2 separate regions of the Mus musculus genome follow, and region 1 is linked to region 2. The links are chromatin contacts, called in public Hi-C maps. All regions are on one chromosome and are shown on one strand. The core of a region is the stretch at or near the end of the contact, and the rest is flanking DNA. Distances in the headings are between cores, read along the strand shown.

Region 1 (5,105 bases), core at 917-3,416, 220 kb before region 2:
GTAGGGCAAAAGATACTGTCAATAAGACAAAAAGGCCACCAACAGATTGGGAAAGAATTTTTACCAATCCTAAATCTGACAGGGGACTAATATCCAATATATACAAAGAGCTCAAGAAGTTCAACTCCAGAAATTCAAATAACCCCATTAAAAATGGGGTACAGATGTAAACAAAGAATTCTCAAGTGAGGAACACCGAAGGACTGAGAAACACTTGAAAAAATGTCCAACATCCTTAATCATCAGGGAAATGCAAATCAAAACACCCCTGAGATTCTACCTCACATTAGTCAGAATGGCTAGGATCAGAATTTCAGGAGACAGCAGATGCTGGCAAGGATGTGGAGAAAGAGGAACACTTCTCCATTGCTGGTGGGATTGCAAGCTTGTACAACCAGTCTGGAAATCAGTCTGGCGGTTCCTCAGAAAATTGGACATAGTACTACTGGAAGATCCAGCAATACCTCTCCTGGGCATATACCCAGAAGATGTTCCAACTGGTAATAAGGACACATGCTCCACTATGTTCATAGCAGCCTCATTTATAATAGCCAGAAGCTAGAAAGAACCCAGATGCCCCTCAACAGAGGAATGGATACAGAAAATGTGGTACATTTACACAATGGAGTACTACTCAGCTATTAAAAACAATGAATTTATGAAATTCTTGGGCAAATGGATGCATCAGGAGGATATCATCCTTAGTGAGGTAACCCAATCACAAAAGAACACACATGATATGCACTCAGTGATAAGTGGATATTAGCCCAGAAACTTAGAATACCCAAGATACAATTTGCAAACACAAGAAAATCAAGAAGGAAGACCAAAGTGTGGATACTTCATTCCTCCTTACAATAGGGAACAAAATACCCATGGAAGGAGTTACAGAGACAAAGTTTGGAGCTGAGATGAAAGGATGGACCATCCAGAGACTGCCCCACCCGGGGATTCATCCCATAATCAGCCACCAAACGCAGATACTATTGCATACACCAGCAAGATTTTGCTGAAAGGACCCTGATATAGCTGTCTCAGTGAGGCTATGCCAGTGCCTGGCAAATACAGAAGTGGATGCTCACAGTCACCTATTTGATGGAACACGGGTCCCCCAAGGGAGAGAGCTAGAGAAAGTACCCAAGGAGCTGAAGGGGTCTGCAACTCTATAGGTGGAACAACAATATGAACTAGCCAGTACCCCCAGAGCTCATGTCTCTAGCTGCATATGTAGCAAAAGATGGCCTAGTCGGCCATCACTGGGAAGAGAGGCCCCTTGATCTTGCAAACTTTATATGCCCCAGTACAGGGGAATGCCAGGGCCAAGAAGTAGGATTGAGTGGGTAATGGAGCAGGGTGGGGGTGGGGGTGAGGGTATAGGAGACTTTGTGGATAGCATTTGAAATGTAAATGAAGAAAATATTAAAATATATAAAATAAAAATATAAATAGAAAAAATATAAAAAGAAAATATATAATATATAAATAAAATATATTTAAAAATAAATATAATGAAAAATAAAAAATAAAATATATGTAAAAAATATAAAAAGAAAATATAAAAAATAAAAAATTGAAAAAAAAGACATACAGCACATTGTACCACAAGCATGTGAATATCCCAGAGAGGTTTTATAAATGTAATGAGCTTTGTAAAATGATACATGAATCCACCTTATAAAACTAACCACAGAGATGCCTCTCTTCAATCCTCAAACCTAAAAAGACATAATACTAGGAACATCAGAGACATTTACACATACACACACACACACACACACACACACACACACACCACACAACACACACACACACACACACACACACACACACACACACACACACACACCACACACACACACACACACACACACACACACACACACACACACACACACACACACATGAAATTGCCTAAACTAGATACCATAAGGAACAAAGGCTAAGGTTGGCACAGTTGCTTGGAATGACCGGAAGCTCCGGGCACTGCTAGTGAAGTTTGGGTGTCATAAATGAAAGAGAATGCACTCGGCACACTCACACAGTCAGTCTTCTTCTGTATTGTGGGTGATTACAGTTCATTTTTAAAGAGGCTGGTGAAATAGCTTTATCTAGATTTAATTTTCTACTTTAGCATATTTGCTAGTTCTTGGCACTAGGGGGCGTATGTGTGAAAGGATAGAGGTCAGTTCTTTGTTCTTTCTGAAGCTTATTTTTACAGGTTCTTGTGTAATTCCTGAGACAGAGGAACCCATTGTCACTAAAGTATTGGGGAGCTATGCTAATATCACATTACTTTCATGGATTAAAAGTGACAGCTACTCCTTACCCTTTGCAAATCTTGGGACAACTTTTTTTTCTTTGATTTTTTTTTAATTAGATATTTTCTTCATTTACATTTCAAATACTATCCCAAAAGTCCCTTACACCTTCCTGCCCTGCTCCCCAACCCACCCACTCCTGCAGGCTTCCTGGTCCTGGCATTCCCCTTTACTGGGGCATATGATCTTTGCAAGACCAAGGGCCTCTCCTTTGAGACAACTTTTTTCCTGGGTGTACCAGGGAGTAAAAGACCCACAGTTACACATCTGCCAATTACAGTCAACCAGAGGAAAGAATGATAAAGAAAATAACAACAACAAACTGTCAAAGAATTGTATATTTTATACTGGTATACATATCCTGGTGTCTCTCACTAACTATTCGTTTGTTCTTTCAAAAAAGTTATGGTTTATGGTGCTAGACTATGAAAAGACAAACATAAAACACGGTCCCGGTCTCCGGTTGGTTGTGAGACTAATAGCTACCGTGAAGGGAAGCATGGCTGCCAAGGAAACACATAACCCAGGCTTATCCTACTGGGTGCGAAGCTCTCTGAGGCTTTCCTTTGGGAGAATAGGTAAAAGGTAGGAGTGGATGTGGCAGATCCTAGTGTGGGGACTGTTGTGCACAGCACATGTGAAAACTGACAAGTGTGTCTGAGAGAGCAACTGCTGCATCTATTTCCATTCCTGGCAAGGAAAACCCTTTACCTATAAAGTAGGTTTCTCCCTTCCTTCCTACTATCAGCCTCTGGCTAACATCCATCTATTTTCTGCCTCTATGGTTTTATCTACTCTGGATACACCATATAAATGGAACTACTGATGGGGGATGTTTTGGTATACCTTTTTCACTCTGCAAAATGTTTCAGATGTTCATCTGTGTTGCAGCATGTGCCAGTACCTCATGCCAAATATTCCTTTGTCCATTCATTTTTCATTAATGTTTGTTGTTTCTATTTTAGGTATTGTATATAGGCCTGATGTGATCACACATGCACACATACTTCTTTCTCTCCTTTCAGTCTTTTGGGTATACACCTAAGAGTGTAATTGTAGGGTTATATGATAATCCTGTTTAAATTGTGGAGAAAAGATCCGTTCTCCTGGCCACTCCAATTGGATATAGTTGTATGTTTGGTAATAAAGAAAACAACATCTATCTATCTATCTATCTATCTATCTATCTATCTATCTATCTATCTATCTATCTACCTATCTCTATCTCTCTCTCTCTCTGTGTGTGTGTTTCATGTTCACATGTGGGTGAGGACATCTTTGTGAATTGGTTCTCTGGTTCTCTCTTTCCTCTATGGGATCCACGGATGAGACTCAAATCACAGGCTTGCACAAATAAGTGCTTTACCTGCTGAGCCATAGTTTGTATCTATCTACTATTATGTGCTTTTCCATTCATTTTCATTAATGTTTGTTGTTTCTTAGCCATAGTTTGTATAGTTTTAGCTTTATTTTGGAATGTTTAAACCTGACGCATCCTTTATAGTTACATCACTAATTACAGTTATTCTACCAATTATAATGACCTCAGTGAGGCAGATACTGACATGAGGATTTAAAGGAATAGAACCTAGGATTCTTGGGGCATGGACTCCTATGTCTAAGACAACAATGCTAAGCAGCAATGATTTCTTCCAGTATATAGACGAATAAACTGAGACCCAAGAGGATAAAGCACTTGTTTAGTACCACACAACTTTTGTGGGTGGGATTTAAAGCTTTGAATGTCTGACTCCAGAAAAGATCTTTTTCCTATTCTGTATGACCTTGCTCAAGAATTCCCTACGCTGTTGTCATCCATTGTGTTGCTGGGTTTTAGGATTTCTACAGTGAGCTAGAGTCATATAGGATAAGGGGATCTCAACTAAGAAAATCCCTCCGTCAGATTGGCCTGAGAGAGGGCCTAGCCTACTAGGGGTGATGTCACCCCTAGGGCAAGCAGTCCTGAGCTGTATAAGAAAGCAAGCCGAGCAAGTCAGGGGAGCAAAGCCAGTAAACAGCTTCCCTCCATGGTCTCTGCTTTAAGCTCCTGTCTTGAGTTTTGGCCCTGGCTTCCCTTGATAGACTGTAAGCTGTAAGCTAAATAAATGCTTTCCTCTCCAGGCTGATTTTGGTCGGAGTTTTATTATACTGATAGGAAGCAAACTATATACTGGGGAACATTTAGCTCAACTGAGAATCATATAATTCCAGTCCTAGATCAGTAGAATAGGGATGCTGGCTCCATTTGGATTTTTTACCTAACATTTAACTGATAATTATGGTTTTGTGGCAGAGCCACATTATACAGCCTAAGATGACACAGAAGGAAGTGCATTGAGAAATCATTACTGAAAGAGCTGATATTTACTTATCGAAGACACAGATATGATGAGGGCATTCCAATATCAGTGCTTATGAGAATGTATAAAAGCCATACACAAGAGAATTAGAAACACAGGAAACTGCGGCACTCAAAACTGCTGTGGGTGAAGGAGGGGAGAAGGGATGATATGAGACACTAAAAGTAGCCTGAAATAGAAGACTTTTTTATGCTGTGGGATGGTCCTGAAGATGATCCTTCATTCTGAAGTGGTGCTATTTCCTCCAGAAGTCAGCTCTGTGGTACAGAAACATCAGCAGGACTGTGAACCTCTTCAAGCATTCTGTGGATCTTTGTGTTGGTATATTAGAAGTGACAATCACCAGAATCACAGAATGTCCATACTGTGATACAATAAGCCCTTAAGGGATGGACTTAGAGACACAAAGTGGAAAGACTAAAAGGTC
Region 2 (5,345 bases), core at 2,350-4,849:
GCTTGCAATCTTACTCAAGAGTCATTTCCCCAGTCCTTTTATTTATATTTATTGTGTGTGTGTAGTTTGTGGTTTGTATGTGTGTGAATATCCTCACACTGCATGTGCCTGAGTATGTGGATGTGTGGTCATAGAGGTAAGAGCAGGTATCTTTCCCCTGTCAAGTTTTGACAATTGCCAGAGACAGAGTATGTCACACTGAATTTGGAGTTTGCCATTTCAGCTAGGCTGGCTGGCCAGAAGGCTCTAGGATCTGTATGCCTATATCCCCACAAGGTTGGAATTACAGGTAAATGTAGCCATGCCAAGCTATGTGTGTGTGTGTGTGTGAGTGTGTGTGAGTGTGTGTGTGTGTGTGTGTGTGTGTGTGTGAGTGTGTGTGTGTGTGTGTGTGAGTGTGTGTGTGTGTGTGTGTGTGTGAGTGTGTGTGTGTGTGTGTGTGTGTGAGTGTGTGTGTGTGTGTGAGTGAGTGTGTGTGTGTGTGTGTGTGAGTGTGTGTGTGTGTGAGTGTGTGTGAGTGTGTGTGTGTGTGAGTGTGTGTGTGTGTGTGTGAGTGTGTGTGTGTGTGTGAGTGTGTGTGAGTGTGTGTGTGTGTGTGAGTGTGTGTGTGTGTGAGTGTGTGTGTGTGTGTGTGTGTGAGTGTGTGTGTGTGTGTGTGAGTGTGTGTGAGTGTGTGTGTGTGTGTGTGTGTGTGTGTAAGATAGTGTGGGAGATAGTCAAACTAAGACTCACACTCTCATGCTTCAGATCAAGCCCTCTTCCCTATCAACCTATCTCCCCAGACCAATCAATCTTCTTTGATGAGTTGTCACTAAAAGAAATATTTGCAACATCATTGTGCAATGTCAGTAGATCTGGCATCTTTTCATTCCCCCCTACTTTGTTTCCTGCCTTGTTAACATATATGACCATGGTTAAAATGTAAAAGAAAAGGAAGGGACTATATAAATATAATTCGTGATCTCTAAAACAACCAGCAAATGCCACAGCTAACAAGAAAACAGCTTGCTTCAGGCTGAAGGATAATTCCAGGTCAATAATTAATTCAGCAAAGAATTATAGAATATTACTAGGCACAGAGCCTAACAAATGTAGGTGTGGATCTTGCCCAAATAAATGCAGGAATTAGTTTGACTGTCCTGATATAAAGATAGCCATATCATATTTTCTTTTCTAGAAAGCCTTGTTGGGAAGCAAGCAAGTAAAAAGGCTATCACAAACAAACAAACAAACAGACAGACAGACAGACAGACAGTCCTTGCTTTATTAGTAGTGCCACATTGGGTGACATATTTGCCTGCTTAGCATTCCTACCCAGCCCCATCTCTAACTGTCAACATTAAGACATTCCCTGGACCTGCACTGTTTTCATACGCATCAATGCAATCAAAGGCCCTGTCCTCCTCGATTCTTTCTTGCTTTTTGGCTCCTTTCTCTCTTCTGCCTGTTTGTTTCTGTGATTTCTCTTTTCCACCCACACAAAGTGAGCAGCAGGCAACCTTTGCCCTGTAAAGAATACTAAATAGGTAGGGTTTGGAAGCTTTGAGAGAATTAAGTTTTCTAACACATGAACAAACCTGTTCATAGTTAAAACTCTCTTTCCCCAAATGAAGCTGAGTTAGGAGGATGCTTAGCCTGTAGGGTGTTCCTGGGCCAGTTTGTGAGACTGGCTCACAGCTCTATTCTTGACCCTTTGCTCAATGAGTTGTGCTGCTCCTAGTATGCGTATGTGCTGAGCAGCTCTGAAATTATCTGTAAGCAAATGGACATGTCTCAGCTGTGACAGTCCAGCTGAGAACTCCTGTCTTTAAGAGTAGAGTCCTTCACCAGTCAGAAAGACTTGGGTTAGAGGGACAGAGCAAACTTACACCATCCATTAGAGCACTGTGTAAAGCAAGATGTTTTCCTTTGGTGAAGAAATCACCTCCAAGAAAATGACAATGAAAAAAACCCCATTATTTTAGCTGAAAATACATCCCTGCAAAAAGTACAAGAGCTCCTGTAACTTTTAATGAAGGCATTCATTCATTATATCACATTGACTTGCTTTGACATGGAGAAAATAAGTTCTGATCTTAAAGGGACCCTTCATGTTTATTCATAGTGGACCTTGTCCCTAATTTGAATGGCAATAAAAAACATATTTTGAACCAATACAGAGTTGAACCTGGGACAGGCTGCATTGTACATAAGAGGATGCCACTAATCAGAATTAAAGGAATCAACGAAACAGCTATTTTTCTTTGTGAATCAATCTTTACAGGTCCTAGTATAAGATTTAAGAGAAACAAGGCATGGTGATAAATGCCTCTAATCCCATCATTGTGAAGCAGAAGCAAGATGATAGTGAGTGTGACGCTGAGCCCACCCTGTACTCTACAGAAAGTTCCAGATCATCCTGAACCAAACCCAACCAAACCCAACCAAACCCAACCAAACCCAACCAAACCCAAACAAACCCAACCAAACCCAACCAAACCCAAACAAATCCAACCAAACCCAACCAAACCCAACCAAACCCAACCAAACCCAACCAAACCCAACCAAACCCAACCAAATCCAACCAAACCCAACCAAATCAAACCAAACCCAGCCAAACCCAACCAAACCCAACCAAATCCAACCTAGCCAAACCTAAACCAAATGATGTCTAAGTGAACCCTGGATCAAATCAGATTCAAGAATATTGTTTACTCAGGTCTCATATTTGCGTCTGCTTTTCTTTTTGATGTTTTTAAAAGTTGGAGCTGGCTTCAGACCTCTTATCCTAGCATCTAAATTGCAATTTTGTACCACAAACTGGTAATTGTGCCTCAGAGGTTTTGACTATCAGACTCCATTCTTTGTGATTTTAACAAATAGGGATCAGATAACAAGAACATATATTTTTAACCCAAATCTGTGTACTTATACCAAGAGCTGCTCATATCTGAAGCATGGTATTTGGTGTTAGGGGAGGGATGAAATAATGGTCTAAGATATTGTCACTGCCCTTACAAAAAGGAGTAATGCCCCTGGCCACCAGGAGAATCATAAGTAGGTTTGTGGCTTTTATGCCTCACCCCTGCATGGGTCTTTCTCAACAAACAGCAACATAATCAATAGATTGGTTGCACTTGTTTTTTATGCAAGTATGCTAAGCCTCTTTTCTTCTCTCTCTCTCTCTTTTTTTAAACAAAGTATATTAGCAGTTAAGAATGACAGATCTTCAAGGGGAAGATATAGTCAATAGTACTAAGGAAGCGTGTATCTACCCTCAGTGTCAAAGGCTTTTCTAATACAGTATAGGCACAGAGAAGTAATGTATAGAAAGCACTCAGATCAGAGACTGGCACACAGCATACTATGGCTGCATGATTCTGCTTTTAAGACAAGGTCTTAACAATGTATGGCCCCAGCATCCTGGGTGCTGTGATTTCAGGCACATGGCGTCACAAAGAGCTCATGCTGACATTACTGCTAAAGTTTGTTTTGTTTTGTTTTTTTTAACAATTCAGCAGAAGAAGTCCTTTTTATTTCTACTCAACAGAGGAATAAGTAAAGGTTCAAAGAGGCAAAGTGACTCATCTGTGTGTTGCAGCCCCAGGATAGGAGGAGGCGAGGGTACCAAACAGGGATGCCTGATTGCTCTTTTCACACTAATGCAGTTTGAAGCAGGAAATAGTGCAGAAGCTAATTTGCATGATTCTTCAACTGAGAGTTTCATTTTAGGAAAAGCATAGCAATTAAATAAGGATGACATTCCATTCTGTTCAAAAACCATTTGTTGAGTCTGTATTTGGTGTGAGAGAAGAAATATCCTTTGAGTGTTAAATATTCAAAAGGAAAAGTCAGAAAGAAATTGCCTCCTTAATGTTTAAACATGTCGTCCAGAGTAGATCTTTCCCAGAGGGGACCACCCTGCCTGTAGGCTCTCTGTGCGGTATCCTCCATTCATGCGTATCCTGTCAAAGTCTACATTCAGATGGGTCCTTCAGGGCAGTCCATTTCTAAGTATAGCCTGGTGCAGGCAGTAGCAGCCCCAGCTGTGACTTGAGGGATTGGTCTTGGATCTAGATCTCTCTCTGACTCTTACTCATATGGCCTAGGATGAAAATGGCTCGCTAACCATTCTGTTTTGTTTTTGATAGTGCTAGAGATTGAATATGGGTCCTGCTTGTGTCACACAGAGTCTACTGCTGAGCCAAATATGCAGTCCTTCCTACAACCATCCTGGCACTCAGTTTCTTTACACACAAAGCAGGACAAAAGGGCTTGAATTCTAAGCTAGTGTATAAATGGAAAAATGCATGGCTACTTCTTTGGGTTGAAGCCAACTTTATCTTGATTTCTTACTTGTAGTTGTGATTAATGCTATAACAAGAGCAACTTGAGGGGCGAGTATTTGCTCTGTCTCACAGTTTAAGGTGTAGACCATCATGGCAGAGGGCGCAAAGCATCAGGAGCTTGAAAGAGCTGAGCACATTGCATCCATGGTCAATAAATAGAGAAGGAATGAATGTGCTGCTCAGCTCCTATCATCTGTTTGTACACTTTGGGAGACCAGATGGGGAATGGGGACACCCATAGGAGGTAGATCTCTCTACCACAGCTACATAGCCAGGGTAATCTGTACCAGGTATGCCCATAGGCCTGTATCCTAGGGAATTCCAGATTCTAACTAACAACACCAACCATCAAGGTCTTATATAAATTGGGGATAATAAATTTCTCTAAAATAAAAACTCCCTTGAAAGACCAGTTCTCATCACAGGTATTCGACTGATAGGTTCATTGATAATGAATACAACTTTATATTGGAAAATAATTTCGAAAGCAAAAAACCTAAATTTGTAAGATCTGATATAGTTCTGATTTGTTTCCTGTAATGATCTTAAAGGCCAGGAAGTGTGTTTCCAACAAAAAGTCAGCCTTAATTTTCTAACTGGTTTCTGAAACACTTATCAAGGACAGAATTAGGTGGCCTTTAGGTAATATGGGACATGAAGTGAAATGGGTCTTTGTGCCCTGTCACAGACTTCTATACACTGAACCTCCTGTTTAAATATCACAATGAGAAGGCAAGCGAGCTATTGTACTCCCACTGCAATGGCAACAGTAGGAAGAGCTGAGCAGGAACTTTAATCGACAGAACTAGGACTGAAACAGTTGTTTAAAAGTCTCTTTTATGTTGGATTTGGAGAGATGGCTTACCAATTAGGAGCATTGACTGCTCCTCCAGAGGTGTCAGATTTGATTCCCAGCATCCAGATCGTGGCTCATAATCCTCTGGCGCTGAGTCAGCGGGGATCTGACACTCACTCCGGCCTGTGCAGGCACTAGGCACACATATGATGTGCAAGCAA

The links. A called contact is a pair of places that touch in the nucleus more often than the background predicts.
Region 1: a Hi-C map of cerebellum shows a contact between it and region 2, with 3 times the contacts expected there. The contact joins two enhancer-like sites. A contact is called at or near these places in 8 of 39 promoter capture datasets (the 3T3-L1 cell line, 3T3-L1-derived adipocytes, the C10 cell line and 4 more), 1 of 15 datasets of contacts at CTCF or cohesin (pro-B cells), 41 of 484 Hi-C or Micro-C datasets (the AML12 cell line, the C2C12 cell line, the STO cell line and 20 more), 3 of 115 datasets of contacts at active chromatin or transcription factors (astrocytes, bone marrow-derived dendritic cells and embryonic limb bud) and 1 of 9 other capture datasets (macrophages).

Annotation. Positions count from the first base shown.
Region 1 is chr7:92,548,197-92,553,301 of GRCm38.p6, reverse strand. No RefSeq gene overlaps it. Among named protein-coding and RNA genes, the nearest start is that of Ccdc90b, 10 kb to the left of the region's middle. Within about 2 kb of position 2,166, at least 9 of the 459 cell types and tissues checked have an H3K27ac peak or open chromatin away from gene starts, as enhancers often do. A contact at or near this core is called in cerebellum, where this site is marked.
Region 2 is chr7:92,332,000-92,337,344 of GRCm38.p6, reverse strand. The region is part of intron 14 of Dlg2 (discs large MAGUK scaffold protein 2); the gene reads right to left. Among named protein-coding and RNA genes, the nearest start is that of 4930567K12Rik, 220 kb to the right of the region's middle. Within about 2 kb of position 3,599, at least 9 of the 459 cell types and tissues checked have an H3K27ac peak or open chromatin away from gene starts, as enhancers often do. A contact at or near this core is called in cerebellum, where this site is marked.